Regions from separate parts of the Mus musculus genome. Here regions 2 and 3 are each linked to region 1. Evidence: chromatin contacts called from public promoter capture Hi-C data. All regions are on one chromosome and are shown on one strand. The core of a region is the stretch at or near the end of the contact, and the rest is flanking DNA. Distances in the headings are between cores, read along the strand shown. Region 1 holds the start of Ddit4 (DNA-damage-inducible transcript 4). Region 2 holds the start of Vps26a (VPS26 retromer complex component A). Region 3 holds the start of Kifbp (kinesin family binding protein).

Region 1 (2,959 bases), core at 103-2,602:
CTGTCTGATCTGGTTTGGTTCCTGCCCGCCGGGCCAGAGTGTCTGATGTAAGTTTGGTCTTTTCTTCCATCAGGGTCCCAGTGTCCTACATTAACAAACCTTTTTATAAAAAAAAAAAACAAAAAAAAAAACAAAAAAACAGGTCTAGTCCGACTGAATCTCCTCCTACCCTAAACAAATCGCTATCAGCCCTAGAGCATCGCTGCCAGGCTATATTTCCTGTTGCCTCGCCTGAATGATGAAACCCCATATGGCTCTTGCATTTGGACTTTTCCAAAGACCTCGGTCCTGGGTTCCATTGAATTGAATTCTCCTGCCACCCCACCCCCCACCCCCGATCCGCCGCTTTTCCCCCCCTTAACACAAAGCATGGGAGGGGTTCTAGGACCCGGCGGACGCCAGGGGCTCTGCCGCAGTGGGTTTGGGAGGCACTTGGCCCTGCAGTGTTCTGTCCCCCTAAGGCCTGCGGGTGGGTCACTGTGTCGGTTTGATGTGAGCCCTTGTTCCCTGGCCGTGGACCAGGCGCTAAGAATCGGAGTCCGTGAACTCTAACTCCTACCCAAACCCTCTGCTAGAGGACAATCTCGAATTGGCAAGCACTTGATGTCCTCCTGAACCTACACCCTGCTCCCCCGGGGCTGCAGAGTAACAGGAACACTGATGAGGGGACGTGGGAGCCGATGGCCCTGAGATGCCTTGTCTTTGGACCTATTACCAAAAGTGCATCGCGTGTCAGAAGCAAAGACAGCGTGGGACTGATGCTCATGGGACAACGGAGTAACGTCTGCCGCCGCGCCACGGTCCCATGGGGCATCCAGTTGTGCGCCCGGTAGTGTCCTTGGCCCTTGGGCTCCCAGAAGCTAGGGGTACCTTTCTCCCCTGCTCAAGCCGCACCAGGTCCCCCAACTCTTCTTTTCAGTGCAGTCACGGGCCGTCCCCTCCCCCAGCAACGCGCCCCTATAATAAACAAGTCTTTCCTTGATCCTCCCCTACCGCGAGCGCCCTCAGGGACCTTGGCAGCTGCTGAAAGCCGCCTCGGATCCCTTCCAGAAAGGGGGTGTGGCCGAAGCTAAGGCGAGGGGAGAGGGGTTCGGCCGGGAGCGTTCTGGGGCTCCGTGGGGGCGGGGCCAGGCCGCTGTCACCAGGCAGGAGAGAACGTTGCGAACGTGCGCCCGGTGCCTATTGGCTGAGGTGGGCCACACTCCCGGGTCTCGATTGGGCTGCGACCTGGAGGGGGCGTGGCCTCGCCGGGAGAGCCCTTATAGGCTGCTGCTCGCTGGTGCTAGGGATCGCAGCAGGCAGGGGGGAGGTGCGAGAGGGTTCGAAGGGACAGGTCCGGGCAGCGATCGGGGGTTGGCACCAGTTCGCTCACCCTTCGAGAGGCAGAGCGCTCTTGTCCGCAATCTTCGCTGACCGCGCTAGCTGGTGAGTGTCCCTCCCGGGTGTGCACATCTTGTCGGGGAGTGACCTCGGCTCTTGGGGCCTCAGAGCCCTCAATCCTGTGCAACGCCGACACTGACGCCAAATCCTTGTCCCTCTTGTCTTTCAGCGGCTTCTGTGCGCCTTCATTCGGACCTTAGCAGCCAGCGTCCTGGCGTCTGACCCCGCCATGCCTAGCCTCTGGGATCGTTTCTCGTCCTCCTCTTCCTCTTCGTCCTCGTCTCGAACTCCGGCCGCTGATCGGCCGCCGCGCTCCGCCTGGGGGTCTGCAGCCAGAGAAGAGGGCCTTGACCGCTGCGCGAGCCTGGAGAGCTCGGACTGCGAGTCCCTGGACAGCAGCAACAGTGGCTTCGGGCCGGAGGAAGGTGAGCACTCAGCCGGGGCCGAATTGGGTTCGGGGATGGGGGGTGGGAGGGGTCCCGGGAGGTGGGTACGAAGCGAGCTGAATCGGCTCAAAGCCACCTTGGCTTCCCACCCCAGCACGAAAAAACAGATTACTCTAGGGTTAGAAGACAAGACTGCGGGGCGGAAACTGAGGCACGGAGTGGAAAGGGACACTGTTTGCTTAGGCAAACTGCACCTCCCCCGCCCGTACAGCTCCTGTGGAAGGCGCTCTAATACAATACCCTTTCCCTGTGTTCTCTCTATCCAGACTCCTCATACCTGGATGGGGTGTCCCTGCCCGACTTTGAGCTGCTCAGTGACCCCGAGGATGAGCACCTGTGTGCCAACCTGATGCAGCTGCTGCAGGAGAGCCTGTCCCAGGCGCGATTGGGCTCGCGGCGCCCTGCGCGTTTGCTCATGCCGAGCCAGCTGGTGAGCCAGGTGGGCAAGGAACTCCTGCGCCTGGCATACAGTGAGCCGTGCGGCCTGCGGGGGGCACTGCTGGACGTGTGTGTGGAGCAAGGCAAGAGCTGCCATAGCGTGGCTCAGCTGGCCCTCGACCCCAGCCTGGTGCCCACCTTTCAGTTGACCCTGGTGCTGCGTCTGGACTCTCGCCTCTGGCCCAAGATCCAGGGGCTGTTAAGTTCTGCCAACTCTTCCTTGGTCCCTGGTTACAGCCAGTCCCTGACGCTAAGTACCGGCTTCAGAGTCATCAAGAAGAAACTCTACAGCTCCGAGCAGCTGCTCATTGAAGAGTGTTGAACTACATCCTGGGGTGGGGTGCGGGGAGGGTTTCTCACTGCCCCCCAAAGTGAAGACAAGGAATTTCTGTGGTGGAGACCCGCAGGCAAGGACTGAAGGACTGTCCCCTGTGTTAGAAAACTGACGATAGCCACCTGAGGGGCGCAGGGCCAGGTGGGGGAAGGAAGTGTTCTCCAGGAAGTCTCTAGGTTGTATGCAGGTGGCTCCCTGTTGGGGCACACGCCCCTCAGTACTGTAGCATGAAACAAAGGCTTAGGAGTCACACAGGCTTCTGGCTGGATGTGTATGTAGCATGTACCTTATTTTTTTTTATTACTGACAAGTTACAACAGCAGTTGTGGGCCAGAGCCAGAAGGGCAGCTGGTCTGCACTG
Region 2 (2,887 bases), core at 316-2,815, 2.5 Mb before region 1:
TTTGACAAGCATACCACACCACAGCAGTTTACAGGGGAAAGTATTTTGAGCAAATGGTGCTAGAACCAACAAACACAGTTAACCTTTCAGATCTTAGACTATGCGCAATTGTTTCTCTCTTTTGTTTCCTTGTAACAAGGTCTCACACTGTAGCCCAGGTCATTCAGGGGACTAACTGTGTAATCTCCAGGGGTCTTTTAATTCATGGCGATTCTTCTACTTCTTCTGTCTCCGGAGAGCTGGGATTACAGCTATGAACCTCTATACCTGACTTATCCTTCTTTATAGAGTGGGTGATGCTCCTTCATCCAAGCCATCTGCATCACAGGGTTTTAATCAATAGTATTTTGAGATCTAAACTCCCTTCTCTGTCCCCATACTATTTTACCCGTCTGTAAATATGACAGGTAATCTCCAATATTGGGAAGGCTGAAGGAGGACAGATGTGTTTCTTGACAGCCTGGGCTACATAGCATATTCCAGAGGAGCCTGGGACACCTAGTGAGACCCTGTCTCAACAATAAATATACACACAAACATCCATTCGTTCCAAAGCTCCCTGGCATAGCAATCTTTAAGATTTGTTTTCAGATAATATCATTTTAGGCAGATTTCTCCTGCATGCATGAAGGAAGTGCAGTGTTCCATCTGCAGCAATGCATAAAACCACCAGTGACTCCTGCAATTACAGCATTGGGAAGGCACTTTGGAGGTGCTCACTCTCCACTTGAGGCTAGCCTAGTCTACATGAGTACATGAGAACCCCTGTCTTACAAACAAAAGACTCATTTCCAGTATTTGAATTCTGTCGCGATTGGAGACCGAAGCCTCATTTTAACCTTTAAATATTTTAGACTTACAACTTGACACTCTACTCCCCAAGTTGAGTTTCGTTATGATAGGGCTGATGACACCCCTCCGCCCATAAATCTGAATGAAAGGTTCAGTTCCTAAGCCTTCGTAGTATTTCATCTATCCTCAGGTTTTCTGGGCCTCCACTACAATGACTGACTGGATCAGAGTGTTGGAGAGCTGCGTTTTGCACGCTTGCGAAACTTTTAGGAAGGGCTGTTGCCGGGGAGGGGGGGTAAGGAGGGCGGAACCGATTTGAGAGTACTGCCTCTCCGGCTTGGAAGGCTGCGTCACGAGCTATCCGTGGACTGCAAAGGATGTGCTTTAAAGATTAGCTTTTCTCCCTAACCGTCTCTTCGGAGGCCAACAATTCTCGGGGCTGAGGCGGGAAACAGATCAGGCGCAAAGGTCGGAACTGCAGCAAGCCCGCAAAGACACGCCTCCCGCACAAACCCTCGAGTCCCCCAAGTTTCCCTAGGGAAAAGGAAATGGGCGTGCCGGAGGGAGGAGTTTGACAGCGCACGGCTCGTCACGTGACAACTAGCTCTAGGGTTGCTGGACTGAGAAGACAGATCTTTGACTCCTCCCACCAGACGTCACCCACCCAGACCACGCCCTCAACCGAAAGGCGGGGCGGAGGAGCCCCGCCTCGAAACGGCCTTCCTGAAGGGCGGGGCCTCTAGCAGGGCGGGGCCTCTAGCGGGGCGGGGTGGGGGGGGGAGGGAGAAGAGGAAAAGGAGTGGTCACGTGCGGCTGATGGCCTACGGTCACGTGACGGGCGGCGGGGCGCAGGCACCCAGGCTGGGAGTTCTTCTGAGGGAAAGCCGAGTGGAGTGGGCGACCCGGCGGCGGTGACAATGGTGAGTGCGCGGCGGCCTGCCTGCGAGGTCGTCTCCCGCGGGGCCGTGGGGCGCGCGGCGGGACTCCCAACGGCGGGCGCGGCGCCGAGCCTGCAGGGAAGGGGCGCGGAGCGGTGAGGCCTGACGGCTGCCCGCTCCCGGCCAGGCCTGAGCACCTGCGGCCGGCGGCACTGTCCCGGCCATGTCGGAGCCTCTGCCCGCCTTCCTCGACCGGCTGTGGGGACCCTGGCTGGGCACCCGCAGCCCGCCCAGCCGGAGCTCGGCAGCCTCGCCTTCCAAGGTAGCCGAGGACAGTCAGTGCCCTCTCTCCCAGTTCCGGACTCTGGCGAGACCTGCTCACCTTCCTCGTCCCGAGCTCGATAGAGTCCGCTTATTTTCTTTAAGCTGGTTGTGGAGACATTCTGCGATTTCTTGATTCGGGTGGAGGCTTTTGGCACTTGTAGAATAGGAGGGGAAGGGAGGGGAGACAAGAGGGTGTCGGAGCCGAGACCCCTCATTTATATCTCCAGACGCCGATTTAAGCACTTGGTTTCACTTCCTTCCCTAAGCGATTTCTATAACTTAGCACTTTGGGATGTTGCAGTGTCTTGGGAGCCCAGGCAGGGATGAAAATCAGAGCACTTAACCACACTTAATGGAAAGCACCGTTGGGCGCGCTAGTGTTTAACTACGCGCCCGCGGTCTATAGATTAGAGCTCCTTTGGCTCGTGTTATTTAGCATATACTCCATGAGAGCCCACTGTGCGCTCCCCTTATACTACCCGCTCTTCCCAAGCTCGCCACTTTTAATAAACTGCTTGAAACTTCTCGTCTCAAGCCAGCCAGCCAGGTCTATTTTTAAAACGTTGCTTTGATTAAATAACTTTGAGTCAGAAATTATTTGCTTTCTCTAGGGTTTGGGGGGTGGGGGAGAAGTTCATTCAGGGAGCGTTTTCTTAAACAGTATTTTGGGTGAGTCCAGGGACAGATAAACAAGGCAAACTGCTTGCTTCCTTGCAGCTTACAGACTCTGGAGAGTTAAGCATTTGTTTAGATAAATTAGTTTAAGGTGGAAATTACAACTGCTGTAAATAACTAAGAAGGAATTAGTAGGCTGTTAGGGAGTCCTCCTTTCACTGTTTATAATTTGAAAAGAAAGCTTAAATTGCTCTCTTCTTGGTTACTTAGTTGAATTA
Region 3 (2,941 bases), core at 422-2,921, 2.6 Mb before region 1:
GCTAAATTGTCATAAAAATGAACGCAATCCTATGTTAACATACCTTCACTGTCTTCAGACACACCAGAAGAGGGCATCGGATCCCCCATTACAGATGGTTGTGAGCCACCGTGTGGTTGCTGGGGTTTGAACTCAGGACCTCTTGGAAGAGCAGTCACTGCCATCCCCCCAGCCCTTCAGTGGGCCATTTTCTACAGGTTCATTTCTTGAATCATCCATTCAAGTTTTGTGAATTGCTCTCTTCCCCTAACATCCTATGTTTACCTTTCAATATGTATGTACATACATTTTAAGACTTAAAATAATTTTACATTTAATAAATGTTTTCAAGACAGATCTCACTGTGTATCTCTGGCTGTCTTGGAACTATGTAGACTTGTAGCACAACCAATTCTGAGCTTATCCCTGACCAGCTTACAAATAAGTGAGACTCACACTATGGTTATTTTATTTGGCTTTGACAATTACTGGGGGATAATCTCTAATCTATTTTTCCAACTGCTGACCTGGCTTCTTTCCCAGCAGTGTTCCCCCAAGTAATTGCTGTTTCTCCTGCCGTGTGCTCATGGTCCATCTCTCCTGGCTCTTGTTCTACTCTCTCCAATGCTCAACAAGGAAACCCACCTACCTCTGATCCCTGCAGTTATTAGCTGTAGCCTTTGTTGTTTGTTTTTGTTATTTCGAGACAGGATTTCTGTGTAGCCCTGGCTGTCCTGAACTTTGTAGACCAGGCTAGCCTTGTACTCAGAAATCCGCCTGCTTCTGCCTCCCCAGTGCTGGGATTAAAAGCGTGTGCCACCACGCCCGGCAGCTGTAGCCATTTTTTTTTTTTTTTTTTTTTTTTGGTTTTTCGAGACAGGGTTTCTCTGTATAGCCCTGGCTGTCCTGGAGCTCACTTTGTAGACCAGGCTGGCCTCGAACTCAGAAATCCGCCTGCCTCTGCCTCCCGAGTGCTGGGATTAAAGGCGTGCGCCACCACGCCCGGCTAGCTGTAGCCATTTTTATTTAACCAAATTAAGTTTTAAATTAAGGAATAAAGTTTGTACAACAAAAGCTGGTAAGCATGAGAATTTAATCATAGGCTACAGAATTTAGCATTACAATACATATCAACACTGGCCCCTGTGTCAGCCTGCAGATAATTGGCACCATGCCTAGCTCAGAGCCTTTATAGAATTTTCAGGGACTGGGCGGTGGTGGTGTGAGGTGGCTCTAGTAAGTAAAGGCTGCGGAGGCTGAGCCTGAGGATCTGAATTTGATCCCTGAGACCTGGGTACCTGGGTTGTAGTTTCCTACAACTATAATTTTTAACTGTGATAGCGTAATACATTAGTGGTGAAAGATTCTTGCCTATGAACTTGAGCAGTTATCGAAAGATGTTAGTGTTAAATTTCATTTAAGCTAGGGATTGACTTTACGATAGGCTAGTACCTTACCCCTAAGAATCATTCTGATTCTGAACATTTTTGTATAAACTACATTTTGGGATGAAGCAGGAGAAGCCATACTGCTCAAGGGTAGCAGCGGAAGGCTCTGTATTCCCTGACAGCTTCGTTTCCTTGACGACGGCTGTTGTGGCGACCAGAACATCCTCCCATTGGCTGCTGCCGAGCGTCTAGCGCTCCCCTCTACCGACTTCATTGGTCGGCGCTCCACAGTCACGACACGTCGTAAATGAAGTGTCGCAACGCGGAGGCCTCCAGTGGCTGCTGGTCCACGGACGGGGAGGCGGCCGTCAGCTCAGGCCGCGATGGCGAACGCTCCGGGGCCAGAGATCCGCGAGAAGTTCCAGGCAGCGCTGGCCCTGTCGCGGGTGGAGCTGCACAAGAACCCGGAGAAGGAGCCGTACAAGTCCAAGTACGGCGCGCGCGCGCTGTTGGAGGAGGTGCGCGCGCTGCTGGGCCCGGCGCCCGAGGACGAGGACGAGCCGGCTGCTGACGATGGGCCGGGCGACCAGGCCTTGGGCGCGGGTGAGCCCCGGGAGGCTGAGGGCCCCGGAGCGCAGCGGGCGCTGCGCCTCGCGGTGGTCGAGTTCCACCTTGGTGTGAACCACATCGACACGGAGGAACTGTCTGCCGGCGAGGAGCATCTGGTCAGGTGCCTGTCGTTGCTGCGCCCCTACCGCCTGTCGCTCGGCTGTGTGTCTCTCTACATCCAGGCGCAGGTGAGATGCTGAGGCGGGAGTTCTGCATCCAAAACGCTCCTCCTGGCTGCGCACGTCTCTCAGTTGGTTCAGTCCCCAGCATTGCACAACACCCGGCCTGAAATTCCAGTACTAGGGAGGCTGCGGCAGGAGGATTGCTTTGGGTTCTTGGCTAGCCTGGGTTTCATAGCGAAGTTTAGTCCCTTTTAATTTGTCATAACACCTACCCTCCATCTGCCTACCAACTCCCTCTGAGTTCTCGCCGCCTACTCCAGCCTCACTTGCTACTTTCCGTAATCCTGGGCAGAAAACCTAAGCGTCCGAATCAGCGCCTCCCAACCCAATGACAAGCTTAGTTTCATTCTGTGAAGAAATAATCCAACGGGATTCGAATGGAATGAACAGGACAAGGGATCGCAAGAATGATCCAATCTTAAATGTTGTTGTTGTTAATGGCCAAAATCTTAAAACTTTATTCTTTACCACATTCATCTTGTTTGCTCAGCAAGGAATTCGTACCTTTTCCTTAAACTGTCTCGACAACCTTTTAATAACTTTTTATTTTTTGTTTGTGTTTAGACATCCATTTGTGTCTGCAATGCTTAACTTCGACTGTCTTCACCTCCTGAGTGCTAGGACCCCCTCCCCCTTTTCCTTTCAGAGTCTTGTAGCCCAGGCTGCCTTTAACCCATGATCCCCCCACCTCAGCCTCCCTGCTGAGGTTATCGGAACTCTTGTTTGGACTAACTCTATCTGGTCCAAACTGATCTCACCTTCCATCCTTTACATTTTTATAAG

What was found. Promoter capture Hi-C pulls out the DNA fragments that hold promoters and counts their contacts.
Region 2: a promoter capture Hi-C map of liver shows a contact between it and region 1, with 2.5 times the contacts expected there. The contact joins the promoter of Vps26a here to the promoter of Ddit4 in region 1. A contact is called at or near these places in 1 of 39 promoter capture datasets (liver) and 1 of 115 datasets of contacts at active chromatin or transcription factors (astrocytes).
Region 3: a contact with region 1 is called in a promoter capture Hi-C map of liver, with 3 times the contacts expected there. The contact joins the promoter of Kifbp here to the promoter of Ddit4 in region 1. A contact is called at or near these places in 2 of 39 promoter capture datasets (hippocampal neurons and liver).

The regions. Positions count from the first base shown.
Region 1 is chr10:59,950,163-59,953,121 of GRCm38.p6, reverse strand. It overlaps Ddit4 (DNA-damage-inducible transcript 4), which reads left to right and starts at 1,352. Exons shown (of 3, transcript NM_029083.2): 1 at 1,352-1,425; 2 at 1,550-1,805; 3 at 2,093-2,959. The coding sequence starts at 1,610. The coding sequence ends at 2,586.
Region 2 is chr10:62,485,483-62,488,369 of GRCm38.p6, reverse strand. Vps26a (VPS26 retromer complex component A) reads left to right here and starts at 1,565. Exons shown (of 9, transcript NM_133672.3): 1 at 1,565-1,712. The coding sequence starts at 1,710.
Region 3 is chr10:62,577,187-62,580,127 of GRCm38.p6, reverse strand. It overlaps Kifbp (kinesin family binding protein), which reads left to right and starts at 1,671. Exons shown (of 7, transcript NM_028197.2): 1 at 1,671-2,164. The coding sequence starts at 1,751.